2 separate regions of the Muntiacus reevesi genome follow, and region 1 is linked to region 2. A link is a contact called in public Hi-C data. All regions are on one chromosome and are shown on one strand. Each heading gives the region's core, a stretch centred on a gene start, on an enhancer-like site or on the middle of the called end of the contact. The rest is flanking DNA. Distances are from core to core; before and after follow the strand shown.

What was found. Hi-C and Micro-C count contacts between places; a contact is called where the count stands out from the background.
Region 1: a Hi-C map of blood shows a contact between it and region 2, with 4 times the contacts expected there. The contact joins the promoter of NIPA2 here to the promoter of IMP4 in region 2. A contact is called at or near these places in 2 of 3 Hi-C or Micro-C datasets (blood and muscle).

The regions. Positions count from the first base shown.
Region 1 is chr3:267,932,737-267,939,325 of mMunRee1.1, forward strand. NIPA2 (NIPA magnesium transporter 2) reads right to left here and starts at 4,551. Exons shown (of 6, transcript XM_065932013.1): 1 at 4,303-4,551; 2 at 139-256.
Region 2 is chr3:267,688,204-267,695,188 of mMunRee1.1, forward strand. It overlaps IMP4 (IMP U3 small nucleolar ribonucleoprotein 4), which reads right to left and starts at 1,819. Exons shown (of 9, transcript XM_065931998.1): 1 at 1,492-1,819; 2 at 1,238-1,346. The coding sequence starts at 1,494. CCDC115 (coiled-coil domain containing 115) reads left to right here and starts at 1,748. Exons shown (of 5, transcript XM_065932001.1): 1 at 1,748-1,829; 2 at 2,470-2,573; 3 at 2,661-2,743; 4 at 3,526-3,672; 5 at 5,323-6,691. The coding sequence starts at 1,815. The coding sequence ends at 5,435.

The DNA of each region.
Region 1 (6,589 bases), core at 3,301-5,800, 250 kb after region 2:
GGTTATTTGTTGTATGTGTTTGTTCACTTACTGAATACACCAGTGTGTACATGGGTGGGAAAGGATGCCAAGTAACATAAAAGGTGCACACTATCAAGTTATAAAGCAGCCTTCAGCCACTAAACTCATTTGACTTACACAGCAATGAGTCAGAATCTGTTTCGAAGTGCAGAGAAGTTCCTCTGTGCTACGTGGGGACAACAATGAACACCCAGAAGGATGCTGAACTCCCAAAGCAGCAGCCAATGATATAGATCTGTGGGGAATGTTACACAGAAAATGAAACAAAATTAAGGGGTCTAATCCGATGCAAAGAATGTGAATACAGAATAATGTAGAAGAATCGACTAAAAGATTGGTGGGTCTTGATGCTCAATGAAACATGATATTCAGAAGACTATCTTCACTTGGATTTGTTGTTAATGTTGTATAGCTTTTTGACTATTGCATTTATGAACACGACTACATATAAATTATTTCATTTTAAAAACCATGTTGCATTTAGGTATCTAATACTTTTTATAAAAATATTATTTTTTGTTCAATTAAAAAAACAAAGGAAAGAAAATGGACATCAGCATGAATGTCCTGAAAGGAATATTTGCTTCACTATTCTCAGACCTGATAATGTTCTGTTCCCACTCTGTATAATTGAAGGTCAATCACAGCCAGGAGAGCCTGAAACAGAGATTATTTTTTATTTCTCAAGGATTCGCTTCAGGCAGAGCCAGTTTTAAGAACAGTTAAACAAGAAAACTTGCTAAGTTTCACTTCAACTAGGTTCCAAAACTAGAAATGACAAGTCCCAGGTGGTAACCTGCCCATCTTACCTCTCAGAGGGACTCAGGTGAAAGGTCCTACTCCGCTACCCCTGTTAGTTTAATTTTTGTGGAGTCTGTTCAATAGCCATACACTAAGCAGCACACGCCCCAGGCACTGGCATTATAAAGATGACCAAAAGTTCCTGTCCTCAAGGATTCCACAGCTAAGTAAGAATTCGGAAAATACGCTATTCAAATTTTAAACACACTTCCAACTTTTAAAAACTTCTAGAATTTTCAGCTTGTTCTAACAGGCACTTAATTTTCATAATTGAGTTCACTAATATCTCTGAACACTTAACTGTTAACTTTCATCAAATGCAATTATGTAAAAAATGAAATACAGCTCAAAGGAAAAAAATTATGAAACTGGTCCACTTCCTTCTAAAGCACAGAGAACATACAATTGAAGGAAGAGGAAAACATGAACCCGTATTCTAACACCTATATGAAAAGCCTGAAATAAGATCTGTTCTGGGAGTCTCTGGCAATCTAGAGATCAGGACACAGTGCTTTCACTGCCCTGGCTCCAGGTTCAATCCCCGCACAGGGAGAGATCTTACAAGCTGCAGCACAACCCCCCAAAAAAACAAAAAAAAAAAAAAAAAAAAGAAAAAGAAAAAGATTTGCTTTGCAAAATGACATCATCAATTTCAAAGTTAGCTAACTTTAAAAATTATACCTATTTCTTTAACAGTTTTAAACTTGTCACAGCACTTTTGACATTTCACTTTCACAAGAGTTTACATGTGATAATGTTAAGTAACTGCTCATGCAGCTGGTGAGTAGCAGACCTGGGATTAGAAAATGAGTTTCCTCATCCTCAGCCTTTCGAGTTTTCCATTAGTTTCCTTTTAGTCCCCAAGTTGGAACACAATCAAGGGGCAACTCAAACCAGGTTCTCAGTGTACGTCAGTCTTCATGCCCAACCTGCTTCTCGTGTTCCAACTGTGGCTTCCTCATCTTTCATCACCCAAATTGCCTACAATGGCCAAGGGTGCCAGATGGATTCTCTCTCTGAGAGAAGCCAGCCACTGGCTGGCTACCCACTATTTACAGAAAGAATTCCAAATTCTGTAATCCAATATTTAAGACCTTTCACCATTTGCTCCAAATCTGTATTTTAAATCTCTACTTGCTGTATTTCCTAAATGCTATGGTTCCACCCTAGGTCAACACACTACTGCCATTTTTACTTATTCCTTTCACTCCTCTGTATCTTTTTTACATTATTCCTTTCATCTTTAAAGACCTACTTCAAAAAAGCACCTCCACAATGAAGCCCTGCTTGAATTCCATAAACCAATTTTTTTCTGAATGTGCTAACCTTTATTCTGAATTTCTCTTTGGACACTTTTCCAGTCTCTATTATGAATGATTACTAATGTACATGACTCATACCCCCCTCACTGTGGCTCCCTATGGACAATGGTATGCTTATCTCATTTACTCAGTCCACAAATAACTGATTTACAGTAAACGAATACATACCATGTTCAAAAACAGGGATACACAGTGAATACAGAAGACCAAAACCCTGCCCTTATGGAGTTTACCTTCTGTTGGTAAATAACATTAATTTGGAAGGTGGTGAATGATACAGTGAAAAGTAAAGCACATTAAAGATTCTGAGTAATCTTAAAGATATTGGGTAACACAAAGTAATTGGGTTCAGGCGCTCCTATTTTAACTAAGTTGGCTAGGGGGCCTACTGGAGAATGTAACACTGCACAGAGGCTTGAAAGAAACAGTAAAAGAACACAGCACAGAAAGAAGCGAGAGCAAAGGCACCAAGGCAGGAGCAAGCACACTGTTTCTTAGGGAAAGAAAGGCTGATGTAACTGACACCAACTGAGTCAGAGGGCTTCCCAGGCGGCTCAGTGGGAAAGAACTGACCTGTCTAGCAAGAGATGCGGGCTCGACCCCTGGCTCAGAAAGATCCCCTAGAGAAGGAGATGGCAACCCACTGTAGTATCCTTGCCTGGGAAATACTGCGGACAGGGGAGCCTGGCAGGCTACAGTTCATGCAGTAGCAAAAGAGTCCAACGCCATTTAGAGACTAAACGAAAACTGAACCAGGGTAGGTGGGATACCACAGCAAGGTGTGTTCATACAGCAGAAATACCCTCAAAAGAGTGTAATTCTTTCTTATTATTATGTTTCCCTAATAGTAATGACTACCACTTATTGAACACCTCTGGAGGCACTAGTGTGACTGATACACATTATCAATCCTGGTGATTGATACACATTAATTCTAATCCACACAATAATGAGAAAAAGCTATCATTACCCCCCACTTTTTAGGTAAAGAAACCAAACCTCCCACAGGTTAAATCTTAGGTAGAGGATCACATAAAAGTTGCACAGCCTGAAATGGAACCTAAGTGTTCACTGGACTCAACTTCTATAAAGACTGCCCACATCTAAGAGTTCTCATTATTTACTTCTGCTTGGTTTCCACAGCTTTAATTTTTTCCAGCCTCTCCTCGGGCTAATTACTTTTAAACATAGTAACTTCAAATACTATAGAACCTAACGTTCCAATCCTATTTAGCAACAGTAATTATAAATTAAAATTTTAACTTACATGTAAGTTTAATATGGTCTCTCTTATGAATAAAAGGCTGGAAGAGGTTAGAGATGACTTATTCATTCTCATTTCCTCGTAAATAAAACCCTTTATTCTCATTTAAAGTTTTAAGCCCTGGCAGAGTAGCTCCAGCCTGGAAAGAAGAAAATACAGAAGTAGCAAAAAGAATGAATAGTTACTGAACACTTTTTAAAATTTAGCTACTAGCCTCCATACTCATTTTACTTACCAACTAACATAAATCCTACTCAACTGAGCATAACATACTCCTTCAACAGACAGCTTACTGGTATGAAACAAAGATCTCTATTCTCTCATATTTATTGTTAGTACTTTAACAAAAAATGTACTAACTGGGTTCATGGTATATAGGGAATTTCTAGAAACAAAACTAAAACAGAGTGTAGTAAACGAGTTGAAAAATCTAGAAAAGAGATTCAAGAGACAAACACAAAATCAAAGGTATAATGAATTTTGTTCAGTTGTACGGAGAGGGAGAGAGGGTTCACTGACTTTATAAAAGTTAGGAAATTAAACAGGCCATGCTCAAAACGTTACAATGACATCTAAGGCTTGTTCAACTATCAGTTACTATCTCCGTGGTAGCTGAAACAATCTTTTGGAACTCATAACAAAATGGAACTATTTTAATGAACTTAATGAACAGGCGCCCCGAAAATGCCAGGCCAGGTTTCCGTGGGATTTATTGGCAATCCAATTAATGGTGGAATTACTCGATTCAGGTTACGGGGGAAATTACTTCCACCTCAGAACACGCGTGGCTCAGTGTCTCCCGAGAAAAGAGTCCTTCCTGACCCAAGAGGGGCAGGCCTGCCCACAGTTAGCCCCTTCGCGCTTGCCGGAAATGAAGAAAAGTGGAGACCTCACCGAAGTTGGCAGGCCCGCCGCGCGGCTTCCCCTCCGCTATCCGGCCCGGGTCACCTCCGCTCACACCCCCACACAGGCCGCTCCGGCTACCCTCTCCTGAGTTCGCGCGGCCACCGCCTTCGTCTCCGTCCAGTGAGAGGTGCGAGCATCCAGGGCTGCAGCCGTGCGCACCGCTTCCTCCATGGGGGAGCGCCCAGGGGAACTTGTCCCGGACGACCTCCCGCCCCCACCACCACCACCACCACCACCGCCGCCGCCGCCGCCGCCGCCACCGCCGCGAGCACCGCCGCCACCAGGACCTAAAGAGAGAGCGAAAGAGAACCTGGGCGCGGCCGAGTGACGCAAGAGGCAGCGCGCGCGCGCGCAGTGCGGCGCGGCAAACGCCCCGCCCCCGGCGCGCCTTCCGGAGCAAGGGGCGGGACAGAGGAAGGTGGTCTGGATCGTTGGCTGACCAAGTGATAAAAATCAAATCAAATCAGCCTCAAGAAGTACCGTGTGCGGTGAATTCTCACGCGCGGTTAGCACATGAAGCTGTGTCTCTAAGCTATCCTAGGAAAAGGTGCTCCGAGAGGGCAGGGGCGGGACTAGAGTGAGACCCGGAGGCCTGGGCGAGTAGGAGGAGGCCAAGGGGCGAAACCGAGTGCTGGAGGCGGGGCGGAGTTTGGCTCCGGGTAAGGCCTTCTCTTCCCAGACGGTAACTAACCGAATCCGAATCTCCTCGGTACGTTCTTTGGGAGAGGAGTTCACGGTTTGCTATAATGCCGACCTCCCGACACTTGGGACATTTATTTTTCTTCAGATGCACGGGAGACCCACTGCTAAGCTGCCCTGCCTTGGCTTCTTCCGGAACGTAGAAAGTTCATGGGACCCATGACCATGGTTTCGTCAAAAAAGGACGAAGAGGGCTCATTTATTTATTAGAAACCAGGAAGAGCAACGTTAGCTGGATCTGGAGTGAGACCTGCTAATAAAACAATACCTTGGTTACAGGTGCAATTCCTCTGAGGATATTTTTCCAGTTTTTGACTAGATGTGGGAACACTATTATACCAAATTTAAATAATTTTGGGTGGGAATCTTTCTAATATGAAGTCTGTGCTTATTTAGTCAGAAAACGCCAAGTGTAATTTGCTTGTTTAGGACTGCAATCTCATTGGACTATTATCTAGACTGCACAGTCCCTGACTACTCTGATTTTGGTAACCATACAGCTTCTAATTTAAAAGCTTTTAATCTGCCCTAAACTTGGCAACCAGACAACTGTCCTTTTAGAATTGGCTCAGAGGAACTTTTTTGTTTACTATTTTGGTCTCACCTGTTCTATCTAGAGGACATGGTCAAATAAGCAATTACACTGACTATTGAAAGATAGTTGACAAGCTGGTCTCTAATGATGCAGTAGACTGTTAAAAATGGCTCTAATTCTGTACCCATCCGTGTGCCCACACATTTTGCAGAGTGGCTTTGCAGTTCTACTCCATCCCGACTCTGCCTTAGCCAAGAAAATGTGGTGGTTGCCAGCCTAAATCATGATGAGAAGAAGCCTGGACTCGGAGGAGGAGACCAGGTGGAGAGAGCACCTTGCAAAGCCACCTAACTGACCCAGAGAACAGACATAGAGCCAAGTTGGTTGAGGTACACAAAACTGTCCTGTTGATCCGCAGATACATGAGAAAGAATGAAGGAATCTTCTATTAAGCCACTCTTTTTGACATGAATAGGTATGTAGCTGCTGCTGCTGCTAAGTCACTTCAGTCGTGTCCGACTCCGTGTGACCCCATAGACGGCAGCCCAGCAGGCTCCCCCGTCTCTGGGATTCTCCAGGCAAGAACACTGGAGTGGGTTGCCATTTCCTTCTCCAATGCATGAAAGTGAAAAGTGAAAGTGAAGTCGCTCAGTCCTGTCCAACTCTTCGCAAACCCATGGACTGCAGCCCATCAGGCTCCTGTCCATGGGATTTTCCAGGCAAGAGTACTGGAGTGGGGTGCCATTGCCTTCTCCGAGGTTATGTAGCAATAACTAATAAATTCCAACAGGTACCTCTAGGAGGCAGATGGCTGTAATGAAAGCAGTGGCTAGTTCATATGAGTGAAAATGCTTAGAAACTATCTTGACTTAACAAATTTGCTTGCACCTCTTTTCTGCCAGTATTGTTATCATACCAATTAAATCCTGCCTCATCTAATCATCTTTCTGTCATCACTAGCTCACAGACTCATCTCAAATTCATTATCTGAACTCAGCACACACCTGACACTTATGTCTGCACGGTATATTTTTATAAGTA
Region 2 (6,985 bases), core at 569-3,068:
AAGCTGTCCACTCCCCACAGTGAACTGGATGAAGACCCTGTGGAATATGCACCTGCAGGAGCCCCACCTACATTCAATGGATTTTAGAAACGATGCCAAAAAAAAAAAGGTGGCAAAAGAATATACAAAACCTAATACTACCTAAAATCAACCAATATGATTTAATATTACAAACAAGCATGATACAGGCAAAAAAGAAGACGAAGGAAATGGCTTATTTTTAATCAATATTCAATACTGTGGTTCTCTAAGTTGGGGGAAATATTTCTGAACTTCAATATATTTATCATTGTTCACTTCTTAAGGTGAGCAGACAGGTCATTACATCAGGAGCTCAGTCGCAACGGACTCTCTACGGGCTCCATGGGCTGTAGTCCGCTAGATTCCTCTGTCCCTGGAATTTTCCAAGCAAGGATACTGGAGTGGGCTGCCATTTCCTACTCCGGGTTCGAACCCACATCTCTTGCATCAGCACGGTAGATTCTTTTACCACTAGCGCTGAGAAGCTCTGTTTTACATTATGCTTGACATAAACATACATACACATACTACAATACTTTACATGCCTAAAATCTAAGACAATCAAAGTGAATTTAAAACGGAGGTATTGAGTTGATGCACTATCAGGAAACAGAGCTCCACCAACACAGGAACCAACAAGATACATATAAATAAAGCATTTCCAAACAGGCATGTGTGACAGACTCTTAACAGTAGGGCAAATGGGCAAAATATTGCAAAGTTAAATTCCTAACTTACAACGCAAATAAAATTAAGTTCTACACAAATTAACAGTTTTCAAATACAAGGGACTTGTAACAGCAGTAAAAGACAATCAGATATTACCTTGTAGTGAAAATAGGGACCAAGAACAGAAACGACGCAGGGGAAATATGTATAGGACCACGTGAAACGTTTACATCTGGAAAGGCCTAGACACTGTAACTTAGCGACTAAACAACAACTAAGACACTGTAAATAAAATAAGCAAGCTGTAAAATCTGGATACTGTAACATAAATGACAAGCAATTCATACCATCTTGAAAGGAACATGTGCAAACCATGAAGAAGATCAAACAGTTAAGGGAAATGACCAGTAAATACGTGAAAAGCTACTCACCACACTAACACAAGTAAATGCTAATCAAACGCGTTTTACAGCATTGAGGCCTGTTTCCCGTTGGGTTTTAAAACTAAGGTCTCTAGAAAAGATTGAAGAGCGGGGGAAACACGTACCCTCAAGCGCGCGCCGAACCTTGTCCTTCCTCTCCTGGGCCGTTCGCTCAGCCTCCTCTCGTGCCTTGCGGTACAGGTACTCGCGGCGAAGGCGGGCCTCGCGGCGCAGCTGGGAAAACAGCGGGCCCATTCAGACACCGGTTTTCGCCAAGCAAAGCGGGCTCCAGAAACATACGCCCAGACCCCACCGGCCACAGCCCCAGCCTCCACCACTCCCCAACCTCCAAAACAGGAGTTTAAAACATCCCTCCTACCATCCTGAGCGCAACTTCCACGTGGGTCCAGGAGAATCTTTGGATACCGCTTGCGCAACGCACTCCTCGCTTCCGCCGTCCTCGCTTCCGCCCTTAACCAAAAGTCCGTAGAGACCTCACTGGATTCCGCTGATTCCGACAATGCCCGAAGTTAAAATGGCGAACAGAGGGTGGGAGTCGCAAAGCGATTGGCCAGACTGAAGCGCGTGCTCACTGAAGCAACCAATAGGCAGGATAGGGTGGCAAGGTGCTGTCACGTGGCTTAGAACGGCAGTTAATAAAGGCTACAGCCCGAGGCTTCACTACCTACCGCGAGGAGACGAATGTTCAGTTTGAAGGTGAGGAGCCCCTAAAATAACCATAACTGTAGGCTCCAGCAGCTGTAAAAGCTGTACAGCGATTGACCAGATGATCGCCTACCCGCCCATTCTGAAATTAAAGCCGCCCCTCCTTTAAAATGGACGCCTCGTTTCATCACCACTCCGACAACCCTGCATTTAAATCGCGGCCTCTTCCAGAAGTGATACGGAGATACCCACAGCTCTCGCCGACTGTCCGGGTGGCTGGTCCCCTTCGGATACTAGTCTGCCGAAGGTTATCACTTCCAGGGTCGCAGCTCTGAGGGCGCTGATCCTGAAAAGCACAAAGCAGGCAGCCACAGTCCACCCACGACTAGGAACGCCCCCGAGGGGGCGGGCCTCTCACGCCTGTTGGCTGTCCTGCTAGGACGGCGGACACTCACTGGGACACTCACCTGTCAGGAACCGGCTCTCGACTCAGCCGAGCAGATGGCTTCTCGGGATCTGCGGGCCGAGCTGGACTTTCTTCTCCTGCAGCTCCTCGGAGACCTGGAGCAACTGGAGGCGAAGCGGCAGGCGCTAAACGCCCGGGTGGAGGAGGTGGGAGCTTAGGGCGGGAGGGCGTGCTGGCACCCGCACGGAAGTTACTTCGTTTCACCTCTCTATTCTCTCTTCCCAGGGCTGGCTCTCGCTCTCCAAAGCGCGCTATGCCATGGGTGCCAAGTCAGTAGGGCCCCTGCAGTATGCCTCCCACATGGAGCCCCAGGTCCGCGTCTACACCAGGTGAGGAGACTTGCATGCTGCAGCGGGTGGGCGGGCAGAGGCCCGGCTAGGGCCGCCAAAGGTCCAATCTCTCTTCTCGTTCTGTAGCGAGACTCAGGACGGACTCCAGAAGTTCTGGATGGTGAGAGCCGGCACCCAGACTCCAGAGGAGGTGGGGTCCCGCGAGGCAGGTGAGCTCCCCCTCTTCTTCCCGTAGGGTCCCTTCCCATATAAAAAACAAAATGCATGGGACGTCTGAGGAGATGATATTATTTCGGCTGTTGCGATAGAGCGCGCCCCAATTCTGAAGATCAGAATATCTCAGTAGAGCAGTTTTGTGTTGTTGTTGTTTTTTCAATATTGCTTCCGCTTTATGTTTTGATTTTTCGGCTGCAAGGCATGTGGGATCTTGGCTCCCTAACCAGGGATTAAACCTGCTCCCCCTGCATTGGAAGGCAAAGTCTTAACCACTGGATCGCCAGGGAAGTCCCTATGCAGAGCGGTTTTTTTGCCTTAGATTTATAGGGGGAATAGAAAGTTATGGATGAGGTCCTTTACCGTTAGAATTGTTTTGCAGTCAGGGGAAGTCTCAGCTGAACAGAAGATGTTTATTTCTGTGTCTAGCTAGTTTCAGGGGGACAAATTTCGAATCCCAGTTAATCATTCATGAGACAATGGGGAGTTGAAGGGTGTGTCTGACCTTTCAGCAGGTTCAGGCAAAATGGCAAAAGTCTCTGTGCCTTTTTCACAGGTAAACAAGGGGGGTCATTTGCCGGTTTTATGGCAGTCAGTAAAAAAGAGTGGACAGACACGGGGCGGGGGGGGGGGGGGGGGGGTGGTTCTTTGTAATAAGGTATTTTCCGAAACATAAAACGGATTTTCCAACAGTTGGTATTTTCTGGGATCTTGAGCTTAGACTGAGTTTAACATTGTCGCCAAGAAGATGGCCAGGTATTAATAACGAGACCACCAGCCTTTCTTTCTTCAGCTCTGCGCAGGCGCAAGGGTCTCCCAAGGACCCCAGAGCAAGACTCCTCCCCAGCTCCCCAGAACCCTTTGAAATGGTTTGGAATCCTGGTTCCTCACAGTCTGCGACAAGCTCAAGCCAGCTTCCGGGAGGGTGAGTGACCCTGAAAGGGACTTTCTATTTACCGGGAGTGCTAATGCCAGGCTTGGGATTAGTCTGCAAAAGGCTTTGCAGGTTTTCTCCATTTCAGACTTGTTGCACACCTACAGTTTTTTAAAAAAGCATTTATTGGCTGTTGGCAGAGTTCAGGTTCATAGGAGATGCTGGGGATACAGCAGGAAACAAAAGGTATAACACCCTCATGGGATCTTTATTGAGTGCAGAAACATGCATGCAAACAAATAAGTAGGCCCTAAATAAAATACCAGGCAATGAAAGTTGCTATGAAAAAATAAGGTAGAGAGAGTGCAATGGATGGCATAGCCTAGGGGAGCTGTTGAATATTTGGTAGCCTGGAAAGGCCTCTGAAGAGATGAAGGAAAGACCTTTGTTGGTGATCTGGGGGAACAGTGTTCTAGGTGCCAGGGACCAACCAGGGCAGATCTCTGAAGTGATGTTGCGTCTGGTATGGCAGAGAGGAGGCCAGTGGGCAAGAGTGGAGGTGGTGTGGACAGTTGCAGATAGGATAAATGGGGGGAAACTGCATGTTTTTTCCAGTAGAAAACCACAGGATTTGCTGATAGATCAATTCAGGAGTAAGGGAGGGAGAGCAGTGAAGGATGCGCCCAGTCTGTAGTCAGAATGCCTGAAAAGGTGAGGTGGGAGGGCCACAGAGCAGCAGCTGAGGTAAAGTCAGAAGTGGTGTTGGGCTATGTTCCTGGTGTGGTAGAGATTTTGAGTGGATGGTTGGGTACATGGATCTGGAGTTTGGAAGAGGCCTGGACTGGAGAGAGAGGTTTGAGAGCTCACTGCATAACACTGGTTTTAAATTCCCAAGTTGCTGACACAGCCACAGCATTAAAGTGGAAATGGGATGAGGTCAGCAGAGGTTCCAGGAATGTGAACAGGAAGTAAGGGGAAAAAGGAGGGAAGAGGCCAGTCAAGAAGACTAAGCAGTGGGGCGGAAGCAACATCAGGAGGGTTAAGTGTGATCTGGAGGGAATGATCAGTGTGACCAGGCAGTGTGGCAGAAGACAGGACTGGCCAGTGATCTGGGTGGTGTGGAGGGCCCAGAGGACTTCACAGCAGCTATTCAGGAGAGGTATCAAGTGGAAGCAACATAGGTGTGGATCCAGAGTGCGGGCCACTCTTGGGGGCAGAGAAAACAAGTAGAAGGAGAGAGGGCAAGAGTAGTGAGAGCCTGTGATAATGGAGAAAAGAAGGAATGATATAAGGACACGAGACTATGTTATGATCTGTGCATTTTTAGTTCCTGGTGGGTGCTATAAGAGGGTCAAGGAAGGGAGGGGGGATCGGGATGGGGAATACATGTAACTCCATGGCTGATTCATGTCAGTGTATGACAAAACCCACTACAATATTGTAAAGTAATTAGCCTCCAACTAATAAAAATAAATGAAAAAAAAAAAAAAGAGGGTCAAGGCAATCTGAGGAGGAGGTGACATTTTAGCAATGACCTGAAGCACCTTGAGAGTATGATGAGTCCAGTGAGGTTCTCGAGGAGTCAATGCCAGCTGCACCTGGAATGTTTTAGGAGTAGTTTGAAGGCCAGAGGCTGTCCAGAGCCCCTTGAGTCATGTGGCACCATAGATACCACGGTGACAATCTCTTCTCCTCCTCTAGGTCTGCAGCTGGCTGCAGACATGGCCAGTCTTCAGAGCCGCATCAACTGGGGTCGAAGCCAGCTCAAGGAACTCCAGGAGAAGCTCAAGCAGCTAGAACCCAGGGCTCCCTGACCTGTCCCCACAGAAGCAAAGCAGTGGGAACAGCTGTTCTTCAATGTGGCTCCCTTGTCAGGCCTTCCTGCTTCACGGATTGCCTGCCACCCCAACTAATGCCTGCTCCTTAATACTCCTCTGGTCTGCATGTTTCCAACTTTGTTAGGTGGGGAAATCTGAAGAGGCAAACTGCATAATGTTCAGAGTTACTACTGTGAAACCACTTGTAAACTTAACATTGTTCCAGGACACATCTATGTGGAGCAGTCACAAAGTTGTTAGGTTAGTTCATATCATTGAACGATAACAACCTCATGCATCAGTTAGCTGTGGTTTTTCATTACTGGATGAAATACTACACAGCAAGTGGCAGGGAAGGACAAGAAGTAGGTGCTTCAGTTTCTCTAGATCCTTAAAACTGACTTTAATGGAGGGGAAAAAACATACATAGCTACACAGATCAGGACAGAATGATTCTGCACTGATAGAAAAACACACATAACCTGAGTAGATGCAGAATGCTTAGCAGGTTTTAAGCCAGAAAGTAAAAAAGGATCTGACCTAGATTTTCAAGGGAACTCTTTCAAGAGACCATTCAGGTTTTTAAAAAACTGTTTTTGCCTTTCAAGTGTGAATCTTTTAATTTGTTGAGGGGCCAGAAACTCTGTGTCCAGGCTTCTTTTTCTATGGGCTTGTTGATATTTTTAGCAGTTTGTAGGTGCTTATGGGGGATGTTAGTTTTTTTGTTCATAATATGAGGTGTATTTTTCCCAGTTTTTGTGTTTTAGCGTTACTTACTGTGGTGTTTTTTTAAGCTTTTTATTATAAAACACGTTACATTAAACTGCACAGAACAGTTGAATAGCTTAATGAGTAAAGTGAAACCTCTCTGAGCTCTTGTGTGTTTAAATCAAGTTTCTTAGAACAGTTGAAATTATCAGGTAGCTATTTTATGATTTCTGGCTTTGAGATTGCAGTTGATGGGATAATAAGGGAATCCTCCAGTGTTTTCCTCAAGAACTTTTGTATTCAAGTGAAGTATGGGGTGAGGCCTGCACTCAGCTTCCTCTTTTCTACCATAGTTCACATACAGTGGACCATCCTTAGCGCTGATTTGAAATGCCACTCTTTTCTTTCAATTAATCCCAGTGTTATATACCCCTACCATATTTTGGCATTTTCTTTTTTTTCATTGATCTTAATGTAAGTTAAGAGACACAAGTACCACAGTGTTTTAATTCTTGAGCCTTTAATAAATATATACTTTAATCGCAGTAGGGCAAATTTTCTGGTTGGATTGGGGGAATTTTGGAGAGGGGGCACCCTACCTTTGTGAAAAGCTTAATTGAAGCACTCAAAAGGAAACAATGTGACTGGAGGAAAAAAGGGCATCCCTCCGCCAACACAAAGGCTGCATTTCAGAGATTCTCAAGCCAAAATAAGTGCAGGGGAACACGCTGTTTTTGCTTTTCTAAGAAAAGATTCTGGGAACCTGGTCCTGAGGCGGGTGCGCGGGGCGGCGGGTGGCCACGGGGAGAGAAGTTGACATCGAAGGTCAAGCACTAGCC